Regions from separate parts of the Zea mays genome. Here region 1 is linked to region 2. Evidence: chromatin contacts called from public Hi-C data. All regions are on one chromosome and are shown on one strand. Each heading gives the region's core, a stretch centred on a gene start, on an enhancer-like site or on the middle of the called end of the contact. The rest is flanking DNA. Distances are from core to core; before and after follow the strand shown.

Region 1 (6,360 bases), core at 1,131-3,630, 100 kb after region 2:
AAGTTGAGCGATAACTTTTCACGAAGGGTCCTCCATGAGTCGATGGGCAGTGGTGGAAATCTTGTGTACTAGGTGAGAGCTGGGTCCTCCAGGCCTACGACGGAAGACTTCACCATTGCTTGTCGTCATCTCTAGATGATGCTACTACCACTTGATAGCTCATGATATATTGCGAAGGGTCAGGGTTGCCATTGTACTTGGGCCAATTGCCTGACCGGTAATTGTGTGGCCATGGGATATATTGAAGTCTAGCGGAGAGCGGTCACCTTTCATTTATGAAGTTGAAGTTGTGGAATGTGCCAAAGTGTTGGGCTTGCCAAGCGCTTCTTTCAAAGTCATGATGTATGTGTTCTATTAGCGGAGGCTATTGAGTATGCTCATACTATGTTTTTGCACTTAGTGAAGGTGGTTAGGTGTATTCATGTTGCTACAAGTCTGCTATTTCTTGTTGTAGAGTCCACAATATGTCTTTTTTCCTCTTCAATCAACCTCAATACCTTTTAGAGGATCTCATCATGGTGTCTTGTGGTTGTCAATGCTTATATCTACTTCTTAAGGTCATCATTTTTTATGTGAAGGCTCTTAAGTAACAAATGGTACTTGGAGTTAAACTCGAATGCTTTGTCTTCTTCATGGATCTCGAAGTCTAATCGCTTGGGGGTGTCCTCAACTCGATGGCGGATCAGAGGGTTGGTTTTTGGTCTGATCAGACTAGACTATGGACTGGTAGGGGTGTCTCTTGGTGTTGAACGGAGCATGACCATGGCTCTCCAAACTACATGTGAAGGGGCTTCCCTTAGGGGTGGAAATGACTGGCTCTTTGTGCGAAGAGGAAGATTTCTTTCAGTTGGTAGTTATGTAGCCGTCACATGGGCAGTCTTCGCTTGGGTCTCTTGGTCTTGAGTGGGGAAGGTGACCTTAGGCCTCTGGGTGTTGTCAGTGAAGACTATCTCTATCAACTCCATTGAGGTGGAGTTGGATCGGGTGTTCTTTTCGAAAGCCATCGTGGGATTGGTCTTTGTAATGAATACAGTGGGCGCTAAATGTTGGGTTCTGACACGTGGACCCAAACACTCGGGAGCAGGTGAGACAACGGTGCTCAACAAAATAGGAAGCTAGGGTGCTCAATGTCTTGTCAATCGTGTCTCATCTAGGAGTTGGATGTAGTTATTTATAGTGCAACCAATGGGCTAGCCTAAAGTACGTTCGTGCCCTTGGATACCTGCTACATCCTCAGAATATAATGTACAACAGAGTAAATACGAAACAATGCTGACCTAGATCTAATTACACCAAGAGTTGTACCCGCAGGAGAGGCTGACAGATGGGCCAACTTTACATGTAGAGGGCCCACAGGGTCCCCACTGTCTATACGTAGTCTTCTAGTGTCAAGTCATGAAGGCCTTTGCCTCATGGTCTTCGATGTCGCCTCATTGACTCGTCTTCTGATATGGCGCCGAGGTGGAACAATTGCCCTTTGCTTCGCTTGGGCTCTCGCTCTGGCCTAGACGACCGCGCCAAAGGAAGAAAGGCCATCGGGAGTAGAGTCCTCGAGGCCGAAGGCCTCTTGGCTCGAAGCCCCCATTGTGAGTTAGGCCCTCCTCGCCCGCAGACCCCCAACATGGGTCTGTGAGCCCTTCTCGCCTTGTGAGGGTGACTTTGCATGCACAATGTAGTCCTCGTCTTTGGGACTTGCATGCATCACATCAATATCCTATATTCAAAAACAAGGTTAGTATGCGGTTAGCGTGAGACATGATCAATGTCTAGTTCGGCCTTCGTACCAAAGCATATTAGTATCTGGTTTTGTTATTCAAAATAGGGTGCGATAATTCCTCTTTACCATAAAGGGCTTTTGCCTTATTTTTTGTTTTGTTTAGATCCATTAACTGATAATTATTAGCTAGCTATTAGCTATTGTCTGATTTGATCTAATTAGGTAGATAATTAGTATTTACTGCTATAGCTAACAATTAGCTATTTTATTATCTATACCTGTTTGAATAAAAAAATATAATTATTTGCAGGAGATCTAAACAGGGACTTAGTAAAATTTACGGTTCTGTCAAGGTTGCTACCCATTTTTTTGAAAGTGTTACACCCATTTGTACGGTTCCATGAAACCATATGGCTGGAGTTGCGAATGAGCCGCCTTGGCACGCTGGGCTTTTGGAAGGCCATCAATTCTTGCACCGGCTCTGGCGCCACGCGCCCACCAAACACACAGGGTGGACTGTCAGAGAGACAGGCAAGCCGAGCGAGCGGAGATTTGAGCTGGGCACGCGGCGCGAAGGCCGAGGGGTCGTGCCCAACGGCCTTCTCAGTCAGCCCATCTCGTGCCCACCACCCCCTTCGCATTTCTTCCCTTTTCTGTCCCACCCGTCTTCATCCCTCGGACTACAAATGCGGCGCAACCGTGGGCGTATCAGCACCCGAGCAGTTTGTAGCAGGATCCTCTCGCTCTCGCCATCGCATCGCGCACAGTAGACACTCAAAATCCGATTGCCGAGGGGGAGAAGGCGGAGACCGTTGCAACGGCTAGTTGCGGCGGCCCGATGGACCCGTCGTACGATGGCAGCGCCCCCGCCGCCGGTGGAAGCGCCGACGACCATGGCCAAACGTGGGTGAGGGGGCCCCGAGTCGTGTGCGTTGATCCGTGTCTTTGGTGACTGGTCTCCGCTCGCGTTTTTGTTGCTGCTCCGAGCTCCTTGTTTTGGGGGATTTGGTCTGGGATTAGAGGGCGGTTTTGGTTTGGGACCGATGCGCCGCCGTCGTTGGTTGATATGAGACCTCGCGCAGGCGTGCCGGCGTGCGGAGATCCGCGCCGCCGCCGGAGGAATCCGGCGGCTGTTGGATCACGTCGGCGATCTAACAGTAGAGGAATCCTACCGAGCCAGCGATCTGGTGTGTCGATGTTGGCGGATTGGAATGATCCATCCGCCAGTCCTGCGTCCTGGGTGCTCGTTCCATTGGATTTGATCCGCTGGTTCGGATGGTCTTTTGCGACGTTGCGCCCTATAGGCTGTCTAAATCGTAGATTAGGCCGACGCCGCCAATATAGCTTCGATGGAGAGGATATTGGACTGGCTGGTACTGGAATGGGCCTGTGTATGCTGTTCGTTGTAGTGCCTGACCTCTGGTAATAAAGTTGCTGTGTTGCTAGCCCTTAATTCTTTTTTTTTAGTTGATAATTTACCTTACATGTCAAACTAAAATTAAGATCTGTCTACTACCTACAAGAGTAGCTTCATGCCCTTCTTAGGTTTATCTAGCTCAAATTGTACCCTGCTTCAGTTGAGAGTTAGGTTGATGCCAGTGCCAAAGATTGGATGGGGGAGAATATGGGTTCACGTGGGGCTGGAATGGGGCTTTGTATGCTGTTCATTCTAATGCCTGATCGGCAGGAATTAATTTAGTGTATAGCTTACACGTACTTCAGTGCCTTTGATTGTTCATTTCATTGACTAAACTGAGCATACATAACGAAGTAGAATCAGATGAAAACCCGCGTACAACCTACACAAGTAGCTCATGAATCATGATTTATCTTTAGTGGGTGTGATTGAACTTATACGCTGCCTCAACTCTTTGCTCAAAGAATGCTTGTAAATTGACTTGCTATTATGGTGCACTACTTTTTTTTTGCAATTTATTACACTTGTGCCTGATCTTGTAACACTTTCCTCAGTCTCTGGGATTGGACAGTAGAGCATTGTGAACCCAACGATTCAAGTCATGGTACTAATTCACATCCATAACCTGCATCTATGTCACAAAGAAGCTTTAAAGTACCTGTTTGGACTTGATTTCTCATTGTGTCTCATCTTTTTTTACAGCAGATGCTACTAAATTCGTGTGGGATTGCCTCAATCAAGATGACGATGAGCTAATGGGATTGCTTGGAAATCAAACCCCGTTGAGAGACTGCCGTGATTTCTTTGCTGACCTTGGTGGTACAATTTTTTTCTACCAATTATCATTGCTACCACTCTTAATGCATAGCTTAAAGCGCCTGTTACTTGAGTAGATTTCACATGCAAGGAGACCTTGGACCTGGAGGAATCTCGGGAATCAAAGCGGCGGCGCACATTAGAGTACCCTTCAGAGTCTAGTCAGTCAGAAGTTGGGACTCATGATGCTGCTTCACCTTTTGTCACATCTGAGGTTGTTCTCCAGCTCCTACCTATGTTTCAAATTCCTCCATCCTGCTAGTCTTTGCATATCATAGTTATGCATGTTCTGTTTTTCCATGTTTCAGGCAGCAGAAATTTCATTGCTCTGCACTGATAAACCACAGAGCTTAAATTGGGATATGCACCACACTTCAAATAATTTAGGTCTGTATTTTTCATTATATATGCTTAAATACTATACTGTTTACTAATTAAAAAAATTACATCCGATACAATAAATTCCTTGTCAGATGAAGCACCCTACCGGCAAGAAGATATTCTTTCTGAACATTGCTCTTATGGAACTCCAGTGTACCTCGAGCCTGATCAAACGTTTGTCCCTATCTGGTTCCACTAAAACAACTTTATTTGGCTCATTGGTTTGTCAGCTGTGATATATTCATCTCCTACTTGCTGTAGGCCTTGTAGTCAGGAGAGCATTGCATGTATAAATGATCAATCTGGTATTTCAGGTCAGTGCAAATCGTCTTTTCTATACCATTTGATAATCATTTTTCCATTTAATTTTGCAACTCAGCTTCCAACATTTCCATTAATATTTGTTCTTAAGCTCTCACGAGATATCTGAGAAGGGCATTTTAGTTTCCTCTTTTCCTTCACAGTTATGGTCTATTTGTAGTTGCTGCAATGTACTATTATAACCAGCAACCATGAGAAGGGCATTTTAGTTTCCTCTTTTCCTTCACAGTTATGGTCTATTTGCAGTTGCTGCAATGTACTATTATAACCAGCAACCATGATGTTTTAGTGCCTTCCTAGCATCGTGGTTTTGTATTGAGGTCCACAACTTACCTATTATTTCTATATGCCTACAGGAACAAGTGAGACTGGACCAATGACAGAAAGTTTCATAATGCAGGAAACTAGAAAGCTTTGTACACTCAAAGTGTCCAAAGGTATTTCATTTTGAAAGTATATTATTACTTGGAACACACTTCATCTTCCAGTTTCATCGGTGTTAATCATGTGGCCTCTTTTGCCTTACTACTAGGATCAAGCTCAACACTAGTTAAGGTGAAGGAAAACTTAACTACCTCAGTAGCATATCCTTTTACTCTTATCAAACCATCTTGGGAGGAAGGCGATGTTACCTTGCAGGATATAAATCAGCGAATTCGTGCTCCTCCTAAGAAGGCCCCCGAGATCCTTGGAACTTCAGCATTCTCTGGCAAGCCAGTGATTGGCAAGACAAGAATCAGAACAGAAGGGGGGAAAGGAAGCATCACAATACTAAGAACAAAGGGCTGAGAACCGGAAAATACCTTCGATCCTTATTTATCTGCTAGTCTCTCCATTTATCAGATGAGAAAGGGGAGAAGGCAGCTCCTTGGTGGTCAATTGTGCAAGTCTGAGCACCTGAAACTTCCATTGATTCACAGTTCAAGGCTGAGCCTGAGGATGCCATTGATTCTTATTTATCTGCCATTCTCTCGATTGCTTTTGGCACTTTGGTCAATGTGCAGACCTCTGTAGCTTTCCATCATTTTTTTGTTTTAGTTTTGCACCGTGGGTGTCTTGTGAATTAATGTAGACGCAAAACAACAACTTTCGGCATTCTTCTGGTGTATTTATGACATGTGGTCAATGATATATATACATCAAACTGAAGTCAATAGAATTAATGTGTTATATTCCATCCTTGTGTCTCTTTAATGAGACAATTCTTATGACACTTGTCAAACTTGCTTATTCCTTCTATGATTTAAAATTTCAAAGTTTCTTATTTGACACTAGCTTTGAATTCCATACATGCCTCAACTACAATTCTACCTATAGATATCTTGATATCGAAATGGCTAGAAACGAGCCATGGCTTGGTGCTGGTGCGTCTTGGTGCCTGACCGGGCTCGGCTCGCCCACTCAACAACATGAAGGAGACTCGGTTCGGCTCAAAGTTAGCTTTGTATTCAATATTATTGTTGGATAGTGAAAAACCCTCACCCTAACCAGGGTTGGGAGATGTTAGGTGGGATCCCCGTAGTCGAAACTTCTAACCACTGCAAATATTGAGATTGTACCGAAACTCCTCAAACACCAGGGTGGGAAGGCCCTTGGTGAAGACGTCGGCGAAGTGAGAGGTAGTCGCGACATGAAGAACTCACACATCTACAACAGCAACATGCTCGTGAGCTGAACGGGGTTGGTGGAGAGGTATACTGCGCTGACG
Region 2 (5,976 bases), core at 540-3,039:
GTTTAAGCCAAATGTGGTGTTGTGTTTATTAGAGTGCAACACTTAGTTTAAGGACCTTGTTTAAGCTAAATGGGAACAAATCACCCCTAAAGCAAGTGGCAAGTTGGCCTTGAATTTTAATTAATAAAGGTAGATCTTAGCACCTAGGTTAACTTTGCCTTTAAGGGGATGGATCAAAGTTGATAAATCACTTGAAGAAAATAAGCACATTTCAAACCCTAATTTGGGACCCAAAAGTGAAATTCAAGATCTAGCCATATTTTGCCAAAAGTCAAAATACCAAAGTTGTAGAGCTTTAAAAACCAAGTAACTTTCATGTTTGGAGGTTTGCAAAGTTTCAGATTTGATTCAGTTTTGGATTTCTGAAAAAAAAAGAAGTGACAATGAGCTAACTTTGGGCTCTTGTATCTCCTAATCCATGGGATTTTGGTAGAATATATTTATATCAAAGTTGGCGAGCTATAGTTGGAGAGTAAATCTTACTAAAGGTCGTGCCCTTGAAACTATTTGGAACTGGGAGAAAAAGATGCCTTAAACAATGTTGTCAAACTAAAGTTTTCTGAACCTTAGTTCAGTTAACTGAAACATTGGTTGCAGTTAGTTTTTGCTCAACTTTGGAGCTTCCTTGTGACTGATCCATAGTGTTATGGCCTACAGTCTCTATAGCATTTAGTTAGAGGACAATGTGGTGAACAATTGGTAGTAAGGACGATCCCTCTATCATCATTAGAAATTATGAGTAAATTAAGCCCAAACTTGCTTTGTCAGACGGGGGTGGGGAGTGGTGTTCACTTCACATCCCGGTGCCGCGTCAGCAGTTTTGCCATGTCTTTATACGCCTAACCCGCCCCGTTACAAGATCCTCCCTCTGGCGTAGCTCCTGTTCGCGGGTTTCCCTCTGAAAGTGGTCACCGGCGTCGCCGTGCTCCACCCCACTGTGGCCAGACCACGTCGGCCCGTATCATTCTTGTTTATTCCTTATTTTAGCCCCCCCTATGGTCCCTTGTTGCTCACCAGACCAGCTTCCCCGTTTAAACTCTACTGCAGTCTGTATTTGGGAACGCCTCTGCGACACCGATGCACGCCGCTGCAAACCGCTCCACCGTCGCCAGCTTGTTTCACCGTGGCCTTGGATTGAACTCTACTGCACCGTGGGTTCGAGAACGGCCTCACCGGAGCTCCGTCTCCACCATCGTCGTGGTTAGGCTAGGTCCCGAGCTGTAGTGGTCTGATTTGCTTGAGATAATTGAATTTTTACCACTCACAATGTTGTCTTCTTGTTATAATTACCACTGTGTCTATGAATTGTGGGTCCAACTGGGTCTATGAAATGTGGGTCTGATGACAATTTTACAAACATGTTTCATGCTGATAGCAAATATCAGAATCTCTCGATTTGCTTAGGGCTTGTTCGGTTAGCTCTCAATCCATGTGGATTGAGTGGGATTGGATGGGTTTGAATCCCAAACAAGTCAAACTTCTTCACAATTTTTTCCAATCCCATCCAATCCATGTGTATTAGGAATAACCGAACAAGCCCTTAGGGGGTAGTGCCGCCTTGGCTCGGGTATGGTGTGAGTGTGTTTGGCTTCGCCGGTGGAAGCCGTCGTCGGCGAGCCTGGCAGGGAGTTGGCCAGCACGCGAGCGGAGTCCCATAGTGGACTTAGTTTCGTGAATGAGGCGAAAGAGAGGGACCTTGGTGCATTTGTCAGCGAGACATAGAATTAGTGCTACAATCTCTTTTTAGTTGTTTAAAACATCAGGGGATTCCGTGCAAGATGCGTGTGCGGGCGCGGGTCGTGCGCTACGCGTGCGGTTTTCGCCGTTGCTGGGCCGGCGTGGGTCGGATTCGGCCCAATACTGCTCACGGTTTTCCTTTATTTATTTAGCCGATGACTTGTAAAATCTACGAAAAATCACGGAAAATGCAAAAATCGTGAGACTAATTTTTTTGGATTCAAAAAATTTCAAAATTTATGGTAAAATGATTTTAGTGTTTTTAAAGCATATAACAAATTTTAAGTGATTAAAAAGTGCTCTTAAAATGCTTATATGAATTTTAGTAATAGAATTTGAGCTCTAAAAATTATGAAAGTTTCTGGTTAAACTTAATATGCCCAATTTGACCCCTGGGTAAAGTTTGAACATGTCTAGACGTTTTTTTATTAGAAAACCTGATATTGGCAAAAATGGAAAAGGTTTAAGGTTAAAGCAAGTGATGGATCAAGTGTTAGGTAGAAAGAATAAAATTAGCTCATGGACTTAGGTTTTAAAGTGAAGTTCATTGATGTTTAGCTCCCTGAAGATTATTAGTTGGCCAAGATATCTTGTCATGATATTTAAGATAATAGGTTTCTAGTTGGTTTTAGTGTCTTGTATTGCACGGTGAAAGAAAGTTGTATTCAACAAGTTAGTTTGTTCTCTTCTATTCAAGTTTGCATTTTATGGCATAACATATGCATTCATGCTCATACTATTTCATGTAGAGCTCCCAGAAGAAGTAGAAATTGAATAAGAGGAGTCTGTTCTAGAGCCAGAGTGCCCACCAGTTGGATATAAAGTTAATTGTGATACATTAGTAGAAGAACCTGAATCTCCTCCACACCAAGGCAAGCCCGGTGCATTCACCCCTTCCCTTGTTGTTTACAAAATTTTATCACCTTATATGATGCATTAGGTGACAGAAGTTGTGTGGTAAATAATTAATGCATTACCTTCCTTGGAATATTGATTACCATCCATGATACCTATTTTATAAAAATTCAGAAATGCTTAGCCCTGCTTATAAATTAAGGTTTGAAAATGATTTTGATCTCTGAATAATGTTTTTGTAAAGAAAATAGGCTTAGGATGATGAAGTCATCAAAGGCCTTGACGAATTCATCAATCAAGCATTATACCTCTCTCAGGTACAAGGTTTTGGTAAAATAGTTTAAATGGAGACCAGACATTGAGCAGGAGAGATCGCACGTCTGCGTCGATTAAGGACCTTACCATTGTTAGCCTACATGATCTAGGACCTTTTAGTTGTCCACATGCCTTGTCATGGGTAAGCCTTGCCTCGGCCGGACCAATACCAGAAAGACTACCACACACTAGGAGTGGAGAGATGGCGAGAGTAACGTTTGCCCACCTAGCAAGAGGCTGGATGGAGAAACCCATTCTGGTGTTGAGAGATGGCGTGAACCCGTTCTGATCTTGAGAAACCCCGGGTAACATATGCAAAAGTTAAGTGCTACATATGTCATGTGGTTGGAGATCCCGAAATAGGTATTAATCGATTTGAATCGTTATTACTTCTTGGTTATGAAGGCTAGATCACTGACCTACATCGTAGTTAATAACTAAAACATAAATTTTGGTAAAAATAAAGTTAGTTTAGGCCAAGTGAATGATCTAGATTAGGCAAATCTAGATTTAGGAAATAACTTAACTTGTGAAGTTAAAACATGGCCTAAGGGTCTACTTTAGTAAGCTTTTATGCAAAAAGGAGTCCTTGAACTTAATGAGCTTTACCTTGATTCTCAAAAGCTAGCATACCCTTAAAAGTCTTTTCTTTAGTCGGGTAAGTCTTGCTAACTAATTGCCTACTCAAGGTTTTATTCCCTATGTTTTTGAAGGAGAGGTCCTTAATACTTCCAACTTTTGTTAGTTTTATCATGTGGAGGTCTCTGGAGCATGAAATTTTTTGTGTGAACTTTTTTGGGGAAAGGTTTTACCTTTCCAAGTATTGTAATAAGTTATGTACTTTGGTACTATTAAGGCTTGTAATAATCACTACTCTTTTTATATTGTAAACTTGAGTTTGGAATAAATGTAATATTATGTTATTGTAAAGTATTCCGATTTATCTCTGGTGTATGATTACAAATGTTGATTATTGTAATGTACATGTTATGGGTTTGTGTTCAATCTATTGGTAAGATTCACTACAACACACCTTACCTTGTGTCATTCATCTTGTGTCATTGATAAGTGAATTTATGTCATAGATTGAAATCTATGACGCTTATGTGACGTTTTTGGTTCGTCATCTATGTGACATGGCTAAACATGTTCTATGGCGAATTGAAGGTTTTTTATCATTAAAATTGTGATGATTCTACTTCATCATAGATTTTATGGCATTTGCATATTGTCACTACTCCAAAGAAAAAGTCACTAATAATCAGCTAAAGCCTTGCCATGTGGACCTGATTTTGTCATAAACTCATGCGTACTAGTGATGTGGAGGTGATGTGGCAAATGGTATGATGACATGACACTTTTCAATGACGAACTTTGTTGTCATAATTTATAAAATGGCTTGTGCTAGTGCTAGGCCAAATTTGTGGCCTCATTAAATCTAATTTGTAATTTTCTATGAATACCATTTTATATAATCAAAATATGTAGCCTATTTTTTGAGCAATCTCATTCAACTGTACAAATTCACATGAAATATTTCACAAAATTTACATATCCAATACCAAAACTATAGCAGACAAGATCCAATTCATATGTCACAATACATTTTGCAAAAAGCAACAATGTTCAACAGAACTTGGAGCTACGAGTAACAAAAATCAACAAAGTTGGACCTACTAAGTCCTACTTGTAAACAACTAGCGACCAATTATTGATAAAACAACTAGACATAGTTCAACCAACAACCAAATTTCAAAACAGAAACATCCTGCAATAGTTCACTATTGGGGCTCAGGAACTTTATGGCCCTATAATGTGTTGACCTGGTTGAAGCTCAGCAACTGGCGAAGGAGGGCGTGAATTTCTTGATATGTTTTCTTTAAATCCTCTATTTCCTCAAAATGTTTTACCCTTAAAGTTTCTGATTCCATCTTCAAGTTGTAAACACTTGTCGAAGTTCTGTTTTTTCTTGCTTCTCATTCTCAAGCTCAACCTGAAGATCCTAGACCTATAAATAAACCTAAGTTTTACTTCATGTCATGCACACTTAGACAAGCAAGAACAAGAACATAATTAATAAAAATATATAAATACGTAATCAGACACAAAAGCATCAAGTGGTCTACATATATGGGCAGTCATGTTAGTTCTAAGCAATTTGCTAGTTGTGCTGCTGGTTAATAATGGAATATGATCTGCTAGCTGTCCAGCAAAATGGGCTATCTAAACATTCACGCAGAGAAGAGTTACTGCTATAGAGGTGCTGCTAAAATCAACAAGCAACTATAGCTACAACCTGAGATCCATGACAAAATCGGGAACCTGGCAGCACAGTGCTATCGTCTCAAACCATATTGTAACCATTTCTTCTACTAAACAAAGCTCATGCTCCACTTGCATGTACATGGGTCCACTCTTTGGCTGTGTCATTAAAAAATGCCATGAGCTAAGTTCATCTAGATTCTGCAACTAAAACCTAAACTTCATTGGTTATTCCCTCACCTGTTTCTACAGGTTCAGTCTCATATTTTCATTAGCCTTCCAGCGCTTCGCCACATTGTTAGCAAGTGGGTCGTCAGGGTTTGGAGCACTAAGTAATGCCTGGATGCTGAAGACCAGAAACATTAAGTGCAAAAGAAATGTGTTGATCAGCTAGATTAAGTTATCCAAGTCCAGTTTATTGTTCTCTCTGGTCTTGTTTGAGCAGAAAAAACAAGCTAAACATAAACATCGGCAACTCTCAAGGTGAAGGTTGTGAAGCAGGCATAAGTGCTTTGTGCATCCCTACTTGTGTTATGTGTGGTTGAGATATATCAGACACACAAGGCATATGAGAATGGTTTATGAATGGAGAAAAAGTTACAGTAAAAGTTTAAACACTGGCAACTCTGAAAGTAGTAAAGCAAACTCATGCATTGTGTGGATCTCTACTTGTGGTCATAGGTTGATTTGATAACATGTAGAAGTTCCCTAATTCTAACTGTGGATCTAACAAATAATAATAACTGGTAACAAGTAAATCAACAATGGATGAATATCGATGTTTGTTCAATTTATACCAGTTGGTGG

Evidence for each region. A called contact is a pair of places that touch in the nucleus more often than the background predicts.
Region 1: a contact with region 2 is called in a Hi-C map of ear, with 2.2 times the contacts expected there. The contact joins the promoter of LOC100193871 here to the enhancer-like site in region 2. A contact is called at or near these places in 3 of 25 Hi-C or Micro-C datasets (ear, leaf and tassel).

The regions. Positions count from the first base shown.
Region 1 is chr10:109,669,751-109,676,110 of Zm-B73-REFERENCE-NAM-5.0, forward strand. LOC100193871 (Protein XRI1) reads left to right here and starts at 2,381. Exons shown (of 9, transcript NM_001138950.1): 1 at 2,381-2,620; 2 at 3,689-3,738; 3 at 3,837-3,953; 4 at 4,028-4,164; 5 at 4,259-4,337; 6 at 4,424-4,505; 7 at 4,593-4,645; 8 at 5,009-5,089; 9 at 5,185-5,804. The coding sequence starts at 2,556. The coding sequence ends at 5,441.
Region 2 is chr10:109,565,727-109,571,702 of Zm-B73-REFERENCE-NAM-5.0, forward strand. The region is part of intron 1 of LOC103642698; the gene reads right to left. Among protein-coding and RNA genes, the nearest start is that of LOC100272273, 22 kb to the left of the region's middle. Within about 2 kb of position 1,790, at least 14 of the 20 cell types and tissues checked have an H3K27ac peak or open chromatin away from gene starts, as enhancers often do. A contact at or near this core is called in ear, leaf and tassel, where this site is marked.